2 separate regions of the Mus musculus genome follow, and region 1 is linked to region 2. A link is a contact called in public Hi-C data. All regions are on one chromosome and are shown on one strand. The core of a region is the stretch at or near the end of the contact, and the rest is flanking DNA. Distances in the headings are between cores, read along the strand shown. Region 1 has its middle 29 kb from the start of Gm41018. Region 2 overlaps Serinc5 (serine incorporator 5).

Evidence for each region. A called contact is a pair of places that touch in the nucleus more often than the background predicts.
Region 1: a Hi-C map of muscle stem cells shows a contact between it and region 2, with 2.8 times the contacts expected there. The contact joins two enhancer-like sites. A contact is called at or near these places in 1 of 15 datasets of contacts at CTCF or cohesin (large pre-B cells), 16 of 484 Hi-C or Micro-C datasets (B cells, the C10 cell line, the CH12 cell line and 8 more) and 1 of 115 datasets of contacts at active chromatin or transcription factors (double positive thymocytes).

The regions. Positions count from the first base shown.
Region 1 is chr13:92,733,171-92,738,575 of GRCm38.p6, forward strand. No RefSeq gene overlaps it. Among named protein-coding and RNA genes, the nearest start is that of Gm41018, 29 kb to the left of the region's middle. Within about 2 kb of position 3,906, at least 58 of the 459 cell types and tissues checked have an H3K27ac peak or open chromatin away from gene starts, as enhancers often do. A contact at or near this core is called in muscle stem cells, where this site is marked.
Region 2 is chr13:92,653,168-92,658,214 of GRCm38.p6, forward strand. All of the region lies in intron 1 of Serinc5 (serine incorporator 5), which reads left to right. Among named protein-coding and RNA genes, the nearest start is that of Serinc5, 45 kb to the left of the region's middle. Within about 2 kb of position 3,529, at least 49 of the 459 cell types and tissues checked have an H3K27ac peak or open chromatin away from gene starts, as enhancers often do. A contact at or near this core is called in muscle stem cells, where this site is marked.

The DNA of each region.
Region 1 (5,405 bases), core at 2,656-5,155, 80 kb after region 2:
CTGCTGGGTCTGGCTTGAATACCCAGCTAAATGCCACCTAGTTTCCGAGGCTGTGTGCCACTGCTGCCGTGAGGAATGATGGGCAGGCCAAGTGACGTGGCTTTCTGGTCCATTTCTGCACAGTCTGGAACATCTAAGAGAACGTTACACTGGGCTCTAACCCAGCAGCTAGGCCAGGAGCCCAGCTTTCTATGTGAATGCATTTTGGGCTAAAGTTTCCTCCCGCTGTGCTGTCTAGCACTTCTTACTTGGACCAGTGACATCTGCATGATCGGGAAGCATGTGGGGCATGCAGAAGCTCTGCCTCCCTGTCTCTAGTCAGAATATGCATTCAGGGCAACCTGGCTGAGAGCCAGGGGGCGCCATAGAGCAAGGAGCGGCACCCATACTAGCAGACGTTCAGCCCCAGTCAAAAGCCGCTGGATCTGATGTTGGACTCTCTGCTTCAGAGACGAGGCTGGCCCACAGCAGGAGCCTGCAGGGGGCTTCCCTTCAATGGGGTGGGAGAGCAGAAATGGCAAGGACCCTCACAGCTGCTGGCAGAGAGCACCGATTTATGGGTCACTTTCGCTATTTCGAGCAAAAGAGGCCGAGCAAGAGTTTAAACCAGGGCAGCCTCCTCTAGGTATGTGGGGGCTTCATGAGTAAATCCCAGGAACTCGGTAGCAAGCAGAGGTCTCATTTCCATTTTCCAGATGGTTGAGGGATAGATAGGGCTGGGATGTTGCCAGCTGGCTGAACAAACTCGGGACCCTCTCTTTGCTCTATTGGTGCCAGCTGGTTCTTGGGCCAGAGATGCAAGCTGTGCCCAGGCACACGTCATTCCAGGTCCCCGGAGACATGCCAGGCACCGGCTGTTGGTCTTTCTCACCAGAGCCAAGGCCCAGCCGTGGGTCTTCTCTCATAGGCACCGATGACCACGACTCTTTCTCTCTTCTCCATCTTAATGACCGGTATCACTTCTCAGACCACACACCGCACCTCACATAATGCCGCAGATAGATGTTGGCTACAGAATGGCTCAGGCAGGAATAAAGAGGCTGCCGTGTTCAAGGAGCTCAGAGAGCTGATGTACTGGGACTCTCTGTAGGGGACCAGATAAAATGTCTAATGAATGCACAGAGCTGCCAAATACAGATCCAGATGATAGGCCGTTTGGAATTGCCACTTTGAAGCGGGCACCAGCAGGAGAAAGTGCGCCTGAGTTAGAGCCAGGGTCCTAGGCTGGGGTCCTCCACTGCGGCATTTCTCCAGAGTAAGGTTCACGACCCGCACTTCAGTGTGCTGGTCACGTGTCAGCCTTGGGGTGCTACCTTCAGAGGCCTGCCCCAGCTTGTACATGGTGTGGTTGGTGAGCATGTGTCTCTAGGCTTTCCAATATGATTGTTATAGTCACAGGTGTAACTACTGGCATTAATGATCAAATTGGATCTGGGCGAGCAGGCAGACAATGGGCTTTCCCTTGTATAGACAAGCAGAGAACCACTCACTCACTTACTCACTCACTCACTCACTCACATTCAAAATGGGGTAAAATCCAGTCCAAAAGTGTGGCCAAATTGATCACAGCACCCATTACTTTCATAGCTACAACCAGAGTGATTGGAGAAGAAGGCGGTGCCCTTTTCTTGTGGAACTCAAGGGACTTCTGCCCAGCCATTCTGGGACAGACACTTTGCCTGGCCCAGGTGAGCTCTGTTCTGGGGACTGATCGCCTTGTGGGCCCTACCAGGATGATACTGAACCTTCTGTATCTGTAACCTGGTGAAGGTTCTCCTTAGCTCTTGTCTTCTTGGAGGAAAGAATTCTGCCAAGCGACAGTATAAGCAGAAGTCTGTTTAGCAAAGCAAAGGAAAGTATCCTCGAGAGAGGCTGAAGGACCCAAAGGATCTTAGCAGCCCACTTTGTGGATTTTAAAGAAATTTCTATGAATATTTATGAGATGGGTGTCAAGGTGGTCCCTTTTTGCTTTCCAAATGGGTTGGACCAGATCTATCTTTTAAGTCCATGATCCTCTTAAAAAGCCCCTGCCTGAGGTGAGAGCTAAAACCATAATGCTAATTATATTATGTAATTAGCTTGTCTTTTGAGAATGCAGACCCTTGGTTAGTATGCATGCAGTTATGGAGATGCCCTGGTTTTAGTTTCTGATACCACAGAAAGAACCTGGATGTTTAACCATCATAGGGGCACCACGATCCCCAGAGACCTCTTCCCTCATCCCCGAGTCTACCTCCCCGCCTGACTGGAAGCAGATGCTGAAACTCAGCTGTAACTTCTATCTTGTCTGTCCTTGTGGGCCCTGCTCACACTGAATGGCTCTCCCAGGTTTTACTGTCCACGGTTGCTTGTTATTTCTTGAATGCTTATGTTTTATCTTCTATAGTTTCTGTTGAATGCATTATTTTTGGCTACCATCATTCTCCAAAATTGTTACCTGACTTACTCTCTTAGATGCCGCCTCCTGCTTTTGTGATACAGGTGTACACTTGACATTTTTCAGAGCGTATTACATTATAGTTCTGTGTGTGTGTGTGTGTATGTGTGTGTCTGTGTGTGTGGGTGCTTGTGTGTGTCTCTCTGTGTGTGTATGTGTGTGTGTGTTTGTGTGTGTGTCTGTGTTTCTATCCATCTCTTTGTCTCCTCTGAGCTGCTTTTACTCTGATTGGTCTTTTAGGGAGATGTATGAAAAGAGCCTAGCAAGTCCCCAGAGACTCTCAGTCTGTCACTTCATAATTGACTGCCACTACTGTGTGTGTGTTCTTTGTCCTATCTGTCCACCTCCTAAGTTTATGTTAGTTCTTTTGGCTAAGCTGATTGGTGAATGTGTTTAATTCTACGTGCCCTGTTATTTTGCTGGCCTTTTAGTCCCTTTGCTCCTTCTAGCTTTTTCTTCTCTTTCTTCTCTCTCTGAGATAAGTTTGCTATACATTTTTTGGGGGTGTGGCTTTTATTTTCATTTTCTCTAAATAATTTATTTTATTTCATCTTATTTAAATAATTTCTTAAAACAAATCCCAACACCGAATTATCAGGTCAAAAGCGGGTTGGCATTTTCAATGCTGTACTGGGCTGGCAATTCCTTAATGACGTCATCGGGGGGAACAAATGAAGATGGCTGCCCAGCACTTGGCTTTGGAGTCTTGTCTCCATAGTTGTTTTAATTCCTTGTCGCTGAAAAACTCCCAGACATAAAAAAAGACCCTTAAAATCCCTTTGTGCAAAGGCAAAACCATCCTGTGTTAGCTGGGGTCCTTAGCTGAGATGGTTGACTTCCTGAGGTTGTATACAAAGTGTTGTGAGCATAAGCACGTTAGCCAGGAGAGGGGCCGTGGCTTTCATTACAGTCTTAGAAAGATTTGATCTAAAAAGAGTAAGTGGTCTGATAGACCATCCTACCTCTAACTAGAGAAGAGGGGTAGCAATAGTAAGACTGTGGTGGAAGACAGCCTCGCTCTGAAATCTCACTGCCTGCCCCACTTCTTCTCTCCCTGTGTGAGTCAGGGAAGGTCATTAATCCTCTGAGCTGCCTGTCAAGTGGGGATGGGCACATGAGTCGCTGTTTCAGAGTTCTCTCACTAACTAAAGGAATCACACAGGTCTGGCACTTTAATAGTCCCTGGCACTTATCAAGTGTTTAGCGAAACAATGCCCACTGTTAGAAATGTCTAAGACGTCCTACTTCAGGTAGAAGAGAGCTCCCTGTCACTTGAGGTGTCTGTAAAGCAGGTGACAACTGTTGGGAAGGCTCTGGGGCATGCGGTGGGGGGTTGTGAGTGGTGAGGGGGGAGTGGATCTCTGAGCTGGGAAGGGATTGGTTTTGGCAAGCTGAGCGTGCCTGTGAATTGTATCTGCCCTCTGGGCAGGTGGCACATGGTGAGCCTCGCAGACCTCAGTCAGCCAGCAGGCGTGACAGCTGTGCTCGATGAGATGGAAACGCACTTCTGTGTAAGAAGGCTGTTTGCAGAGCCTGTTCCTGGCAGCTTTCCTCAGTGTGCAGAAAAATAGGGTGGAACACCCAAGTATGGCCTCATCAGGGCGAGTAGGGGTGGGCAGATCATCTTTGCCACCATCCACTCATGTAGGGTGTGCAGAGCAGACACTGGCTGCCTGCTGTCCCTTGCTTCACTGGGACAGTACAGGAGAAGGAGGAAAAAGACAAGGCATTGGTCGCAGGCCAGGGCTATGTGTGAGGGGAGTGGGTTAAGCAAGGAAATGAATGACCCAGTATTGATATCACTTCCTTACTCCACAGTTAGCATTTACTTATCGAACGGCTATACCATCTTGATGGTTAAGTTTTAAGTATCAATTTATGAGGGATTGCTTAAATCAAAGTGGCCTGTGAGCATGCCTGTGGGGGGCTGATTTGACTACCAATGTTAACTATTTAGACACAGCCCACTGTGGGCAGTACAATCCCCTAGGCAGAGGGGGTCCTAGACTGTAGAGAAAGAGACTGAGCAAGTGTGCCTTTATTCTTTCTCTGCTCTTGCCTGTGGAAGAGACTGTGTGCATTGTTTTTTTGTTTGTTTGTTTGTTTTGTTTTGAAACAGGCCATTGCCTGGAACTCAGTCTTTCTGCCTCAAGCTCTTGTGTCCTGGAGCTGTGGGCATACATCACTACACTTGGCTGATGGGCTGCTTTTGTTGGGACAGTAAGGCCTGTGTTAAAGATAAGGATGTCTTTGTTTCAGAGAGATGCTGAAAAGTGTGTGTGTGTGTGTGTGTGTGTGTGTGTGAGAGAGAGAGAGAGAGAGAGAGAGAGAGAGAACTCAAATTTGAGATTCCACAAGTCTGGCTTAAGTAAAATCTGGGTGAGTAATTCACTTGTGACTAGCTCCCTCAGAAGCAGACCTTGAGATAAGGATTTGCCTGAAACTCCTTTAGGCGCAGTTGCTAGAGTACCTGCCTGGTATGCACTCAGGCCCTAGGTTTGAACCCCAGTGCTGCAGGAATCAGATAGAGTTGCTTTGTGTATCCCATCTTCAGTTCCTTGTGAGTTCAAGACCAGCTTGGGACTCATGGACTCCTGTCTCAAAATACGGTGAAGGTAACTTCATTACTTAGGATATAGAGGAACCTTACGTAGAGGATGAGGAGGAAGGAATTCTCCTGAGGGCGACTGGAGGTTAACCATGCTGAAGGCACGTAGAACACTTTCCACAAAGTTCCCCCCCACAAACCAGCTCTCTTTAGTTCTGTGGGGGACCATCCAAGGGCTTGTGCTTCTCTGGTACTTGAGCATACTACCTGCACTGGCTATTTTTATGTGACCTTGACACAAGTTAGAGTCATCAAAATTTAGGGAGCCTTAATTGAGGAAGTGCCTTCATAAGATCCAGTTGTCAGGCATCTCCTTAATTAGTGGTCTAAGGGGGAGGGTCCAGTCCATTATGGGTGGTG
Region 2 (5,047 bases), core at 2,279-4,778:
GTTGCCTTCACCCACTCCTGTTCTGTTTCATAGCTACCTGCTGGGAGCTTCAGCACCTGGTAGTTTACTCAGGGACACTCGCGGGCTTCCTGATGGATTGCTATTTTCAGTTCATACTTCCAGGTAATGAGGGTATTGTGTTTTGACTTAATAGAAGTGCTGAAGCCACTCGCAGGCCTAGCTCCTGGCACATTTCCTCATAGTCCTCCTGTAGTCCTTGGGAGGATGGTTTCCAAGGGCTGGTGGGCAAGGCCAGCGAGGGAGAATGGAGACTGGTATTCACGGCCTGTGGAATGCAGTTTGGATTCCTCTTTCAAAAAGGAAAGCAGTGAGAGCAGCTGTCTTATCTTCTCATTTTGACCTCTTTCCCAGGCAAGGACCATACACTGTTTACTCGTGAAAGCCAGCGCTGTGCCTGCCTCAGCAGTGAGAAGGGAGGGGCAGTGACAAGGAGGGGGCAGTGAGAAGGGGGGGTAGTGAGAAGGGGCAGTGAGAAGGGGGGGCAGTGAGAAGGAGAGGGCAGTGAGAAGGAAGGGGCAGAGAGAAGGAAGGGGCAGAGAGAAGGAAGGGGCAGTGAGAAGGAAGGGGCAGAGAGAAGGAAGGGGCAGTGAGAAGGAGAGGGCAGTGAGAAGGGGGGGCAGAGAGAAGGAAGGGGCAGTGAGAAGGAGAGGGCAGTGAGAAGGAAGGGGCAGTGAGAAGGAGAGGGCAGTGAGAAGGAAGGGGCAGAGAGAAGGAAGGGGCAGAGAGAAGGAGAGGGCAGTGAGAAGGGGCAGTGAGAAGGAGAGGCAGTGAGAAGGAGAGGCAGCGAGAAGGGGGGCAGTGAGAAGGGGGGCAGTGAGAAGGAAGGGATAGTGAGAAGGGGGCGCAGTGAGAAGGGAGGGGCAGTGACAAGGAGGGGGCAATGAGAAGGAGAGGGCAGTGAGAAGGGGCAGTGAGAAGGAGAGGCAGTGAGAAGGAGAGGCAGTGAGAAGGGGGGCAGTGAGAAGGGGGGCATTGAGAAGGAAGGGGCAGTGAGAAGGGGGGCATTGAGAAGGAAGGGGCAGTGAGAAGGAAGGGGCAGAGAGAAGGAAGGGGCAGAGAGAAGGAAGGGGCAGAGAGAAGGAAGGGGCAGAGAGAAGGAAGGGGCAGAGAGAAGGAAGGGGCAGAGAGAAGGAAGGGGCAGAGAGAAGGAAGGGGCAGAGAGAAGGAAGGGGCAGTGAGAAGGAAGGGGCAGAGAGAAGGAAGGGGCAGTGAGAAGGAGAGGGCAGTGAGAAGGAGAGGCAGCGAGAAGGGGGGCAGTGAGAAGGGGGGCAGTGAGAAGGAAGGGATAGTGAGAAGGGGGCGCAGTGAGAAGGGAGGGGCAGTGACAAGGAGGGGGCAATGAGAAGGAGAGGGCAGTGAGAAGGGGCAGTGAGAAGGAGAGGCAGTGAGAAGGAGAGGCAGTGAGAAGGGGGGGCAGTGAGAAGGGGGGCATTGAGAAGGAAGGGGCAGTGAGAAGGGGGGCATTGAGAAGGAAGGGGCAGTGAGAAGGGGGGGCAGTGAGAAGGAGAGGGCAGTGAGAAGGGGCACTGAGAAGGAGAGGCAGTGAGAAGGAGAGGCAGTGAGAAGGGGGGCAGTGAGAAGGGGGGGCAGTGAGAAGGGGGGGCAGTGAGAAGGGGGGGCAGTGAGAAGGAGAGGCAGTGAGAAGGAGAGGCAGTGAGAAGGGGGCAGTGAGAGGGGGGCAGTGAGAAGGAGAGGCAGTGAGAAGGGGGGCAGTGAGAAGGGGGGCAGTGAGAAGGAGGGCCAGTGAGAAGGGGGGGCAGTGAGAAGGGGGGCAGTGAGAAGGGGGGGCAGTGAGAAGGGGGGCAGTGAGAAGGAGAGGCAGTGAGAAGGGGGGCAGTGAGAAGGAGAGGCAGTGAGAAGGGGGGCAGTGAGAAGGAGAGGCAGTGAGAAGGGGGGGCAGTGAGAAGGGGGGCAGTGAGAAGGAGAGGCAGTGAGAAGGAGAGGCAGTGAGAAGGGGGGGCAGTGAGAAGGGGGGGCAGTGAGAAGGGGCAGGAGTGACAGAGACGCTGTTGTGATTGGGGAGAGGAAGGTTCTTCAGAAGGGAAGAGAGTGACATATGTCTATACACGTTTGCAAATCTGTTGACAGAAACAGCTTCGAACCTCATTGCTTTTCTAAACACTTCATTTTCATTCCCTCCTCCCTTTTCTTCCCCTTTCTCTTCCCCTTCCCCTTCCTTTTCCCCTTCCCTCCTTCCTTTGACTGGATCTCATGAAGCTCAGGGTGCTGTATTATTCTTTAAAAAGAAAAGAAACCTGACCACTTGCCATGTATGGCACCAACTTGCCCTTGGGAGAAGAGTCAGGAGTACAAGATCTGTCAGATACACAGTGAGCTTGAGGCCAACCAGGAATTCGTAAGATCCTGTCCCCCAAAATAAAGCAAAAAAAGGAAACACACACACACTAAAAACTTGAGTGTTAAGTAGATGTTTCTGTTCCCTCCCCATATCTAGGTCCAGTCTCCTGGTAGTTGATGTTAGTAGTTTTGTATCTTCGCATGTGGCTGTATAAACCTCTGCATAGATAGCCTGTGTCAGCACATTACCCTGGGCTGCCACATTCAAGATCACCACCCATATGGCTTAAACAAAACTCTAATGCCTCATTTCCAGAGGTGAAAAGCCCCAGAGTAAGATTTTGGCAAGTTGTCTTCTAAATGACCCCTGTAGAGTCTTCTTACATGGCAGTCCCTGTGACTCTGACAAGCCCCTGTGTTCAGGGCTGTTCCAATGATCCTGTTCAAAACCCTACCCTCTAAAGACCAAATAAAGTCACACTTTTGGGTACCAGAGACTAGTACTTCAACATGTGAATTTTGAAGGAGACACAGGCTCAGTAATATTAACCTTCTCATTTCAAAACAGTATCCTATTGTGTAGAAAGCCCACGATTACTTTAACATTAGGCCTAATGCAAATGGATTGTAGGCTTTCTCGATGTTTGTAACTAAGTCTTGGGATGCTCATAGGTGTGATTCTGCCAGGATGAACTTGGAAGAATTGTAAGTAATGCCCTCTGAAGAGTATAAAAATTATATGGAGGGGAGTTCATGAAGCCTCAACCCTATAAGGTATACAAAGAGCTACAGGCAACTAAGGAATGTCAAAGCAGGAAAAGTGTTCCCCGGGGAAGAGCACACCATTGGTTATCTAATACCAGTGGTCAGCCCTGAAAACACACACACAAATAACACTTTACAGTAAGAGCAGGGCACCTATTCATCTTTAGGACTATATATGTGTATGCTTATATGCATGTAAAAACAGTAATGAAAACAGAAGCCATGAATTTGAAAGAGTAAGGAGGCATATATGGGAAGGTTTGGAGGGAGGACAGCGAAGTGTGAAATGATGTAATTATGTTCTCAAAAATAAAATTGAAAAAAGTAAAGTGAAAATTATACCCCTTAATTCTTGGTGATACGACGCTGGTAGGAGATTGAGTTCAGCGTGTGGCTTGTGATGGTGGCCCAGGGCCTGGGGTTGCTTGTGCTTTTGTTTGAGGGTTTTCCACCCACATGACTTCATCATACATTACTCACTGAACATCTATTTACTGAGGCAAGGGTGGACAGCGCCGCTTTGTTCATTTTTAATTTTTATCTTAAACAAAAGGCTTTTTAAAAGAGTAATTTTGAGCTCATAGCAAAACTGAATAGAAAAACAGAAACTTTTTCCATATGCTCTGTTCCCACAGAAGTGTACCCTCCCCAGTGATGACTGGCTTTCTCCCATGGTGACCAGCCTCCTCCTGCGGTCATCATTATCTAATGTGATGATCAGCGTCCTCCCAGGATCAGCTTTCCTAATGACATCAGTGTCTTGCCATGTCACCATGCTCTCTCTTGGACAGCATCCCTCAGCACAGAGACCAGTTTATACCTCATGAGTCTGTATGTCCCCTTGGTTTCCCAAAGTCCCTAGTTTACGTTACAGCTCAGTCTTGGTGCTCTAAACCCTGTGTTTGTTTTATAAGCCTGACTTGTTTGGCAAAAGGCTTATGCCCTGTAGAGCCAGGAATAGGACAGTGGCTTTTCTCTCCAAGCTTGTGACAGCCTGGAGTTTGTCCAGCAGGAATTTTCTAAGGTGAAGAACTGGAGGAGGTTCTGCCAGGGTAATAACACTCTGGAGGCAGGGGCTGGATGAATCTATTATATCCTAAGTTGTGTTCTCCCTACAGTGTGGCCAGTCAGTGCAGGTGGAGTAAGAATTTCTTGGAATGCTAGCGTTCCTTTTATAGACTCTGTTGGCAGTGTCCACATAGTACATTTGTCAGCATTTAGCTTAAGGCAATGCATGCCTTCCCTTGTTTATTGGTATAGTTTGCTTTGAAGGGTGACTCTTGATATAGTAGAGAAAGGCTATTGTTGAATTGCAATATTTTTATAATCTTTATACAATATGTACACGCATATAAATGTACATATGTCTGGGTTTTGGCAGTACTGTTTTTAGACCTGTGGCACTGCACATGCTAGGTAGATTCTCTACACTGGACCAAAGCACTGCAAGTAAATAGTGCTGCTTGACAAACTCGGTGCATACATTGATACATGACTTAAACATGAATTAAACCACCTGCTTCGTTTTAGTGTTCTCCATAATCGTATCCTTTCTGTGACCATTTAGACAAATTTAAATATCTGTATGCATTCCTTTTCCCATCTGTGGAGATAGTAAGCCTAACCATCGACTCTGCCGTGGTACAGTTCCATCCTTAGCTAGAAGCTTTCTAGCTCATTCTGAATGCCTGAGATGTTGGCCTGTAAAGGGATGAGACATCCTGCCTGGGTTTTGAAAGTGATTGGCTATTCCTGTGCTTTGGGCCAGTGACAGGCAGCACAGCATGAGGGGAGCATCTGACAGAAGAGCCAGGGCCTCCCAGGCCTTTCTGTGACCTGATCTTGCTCTAGCTTTGCACTTAGGTCAGACATCTTCAACATTTGGGTCATGACCCCCTTTATGGGCCAAGTGACCCTTTCATAGGGGTTACCTGAGACCATCAGAAAACACAGCAGGTTATGG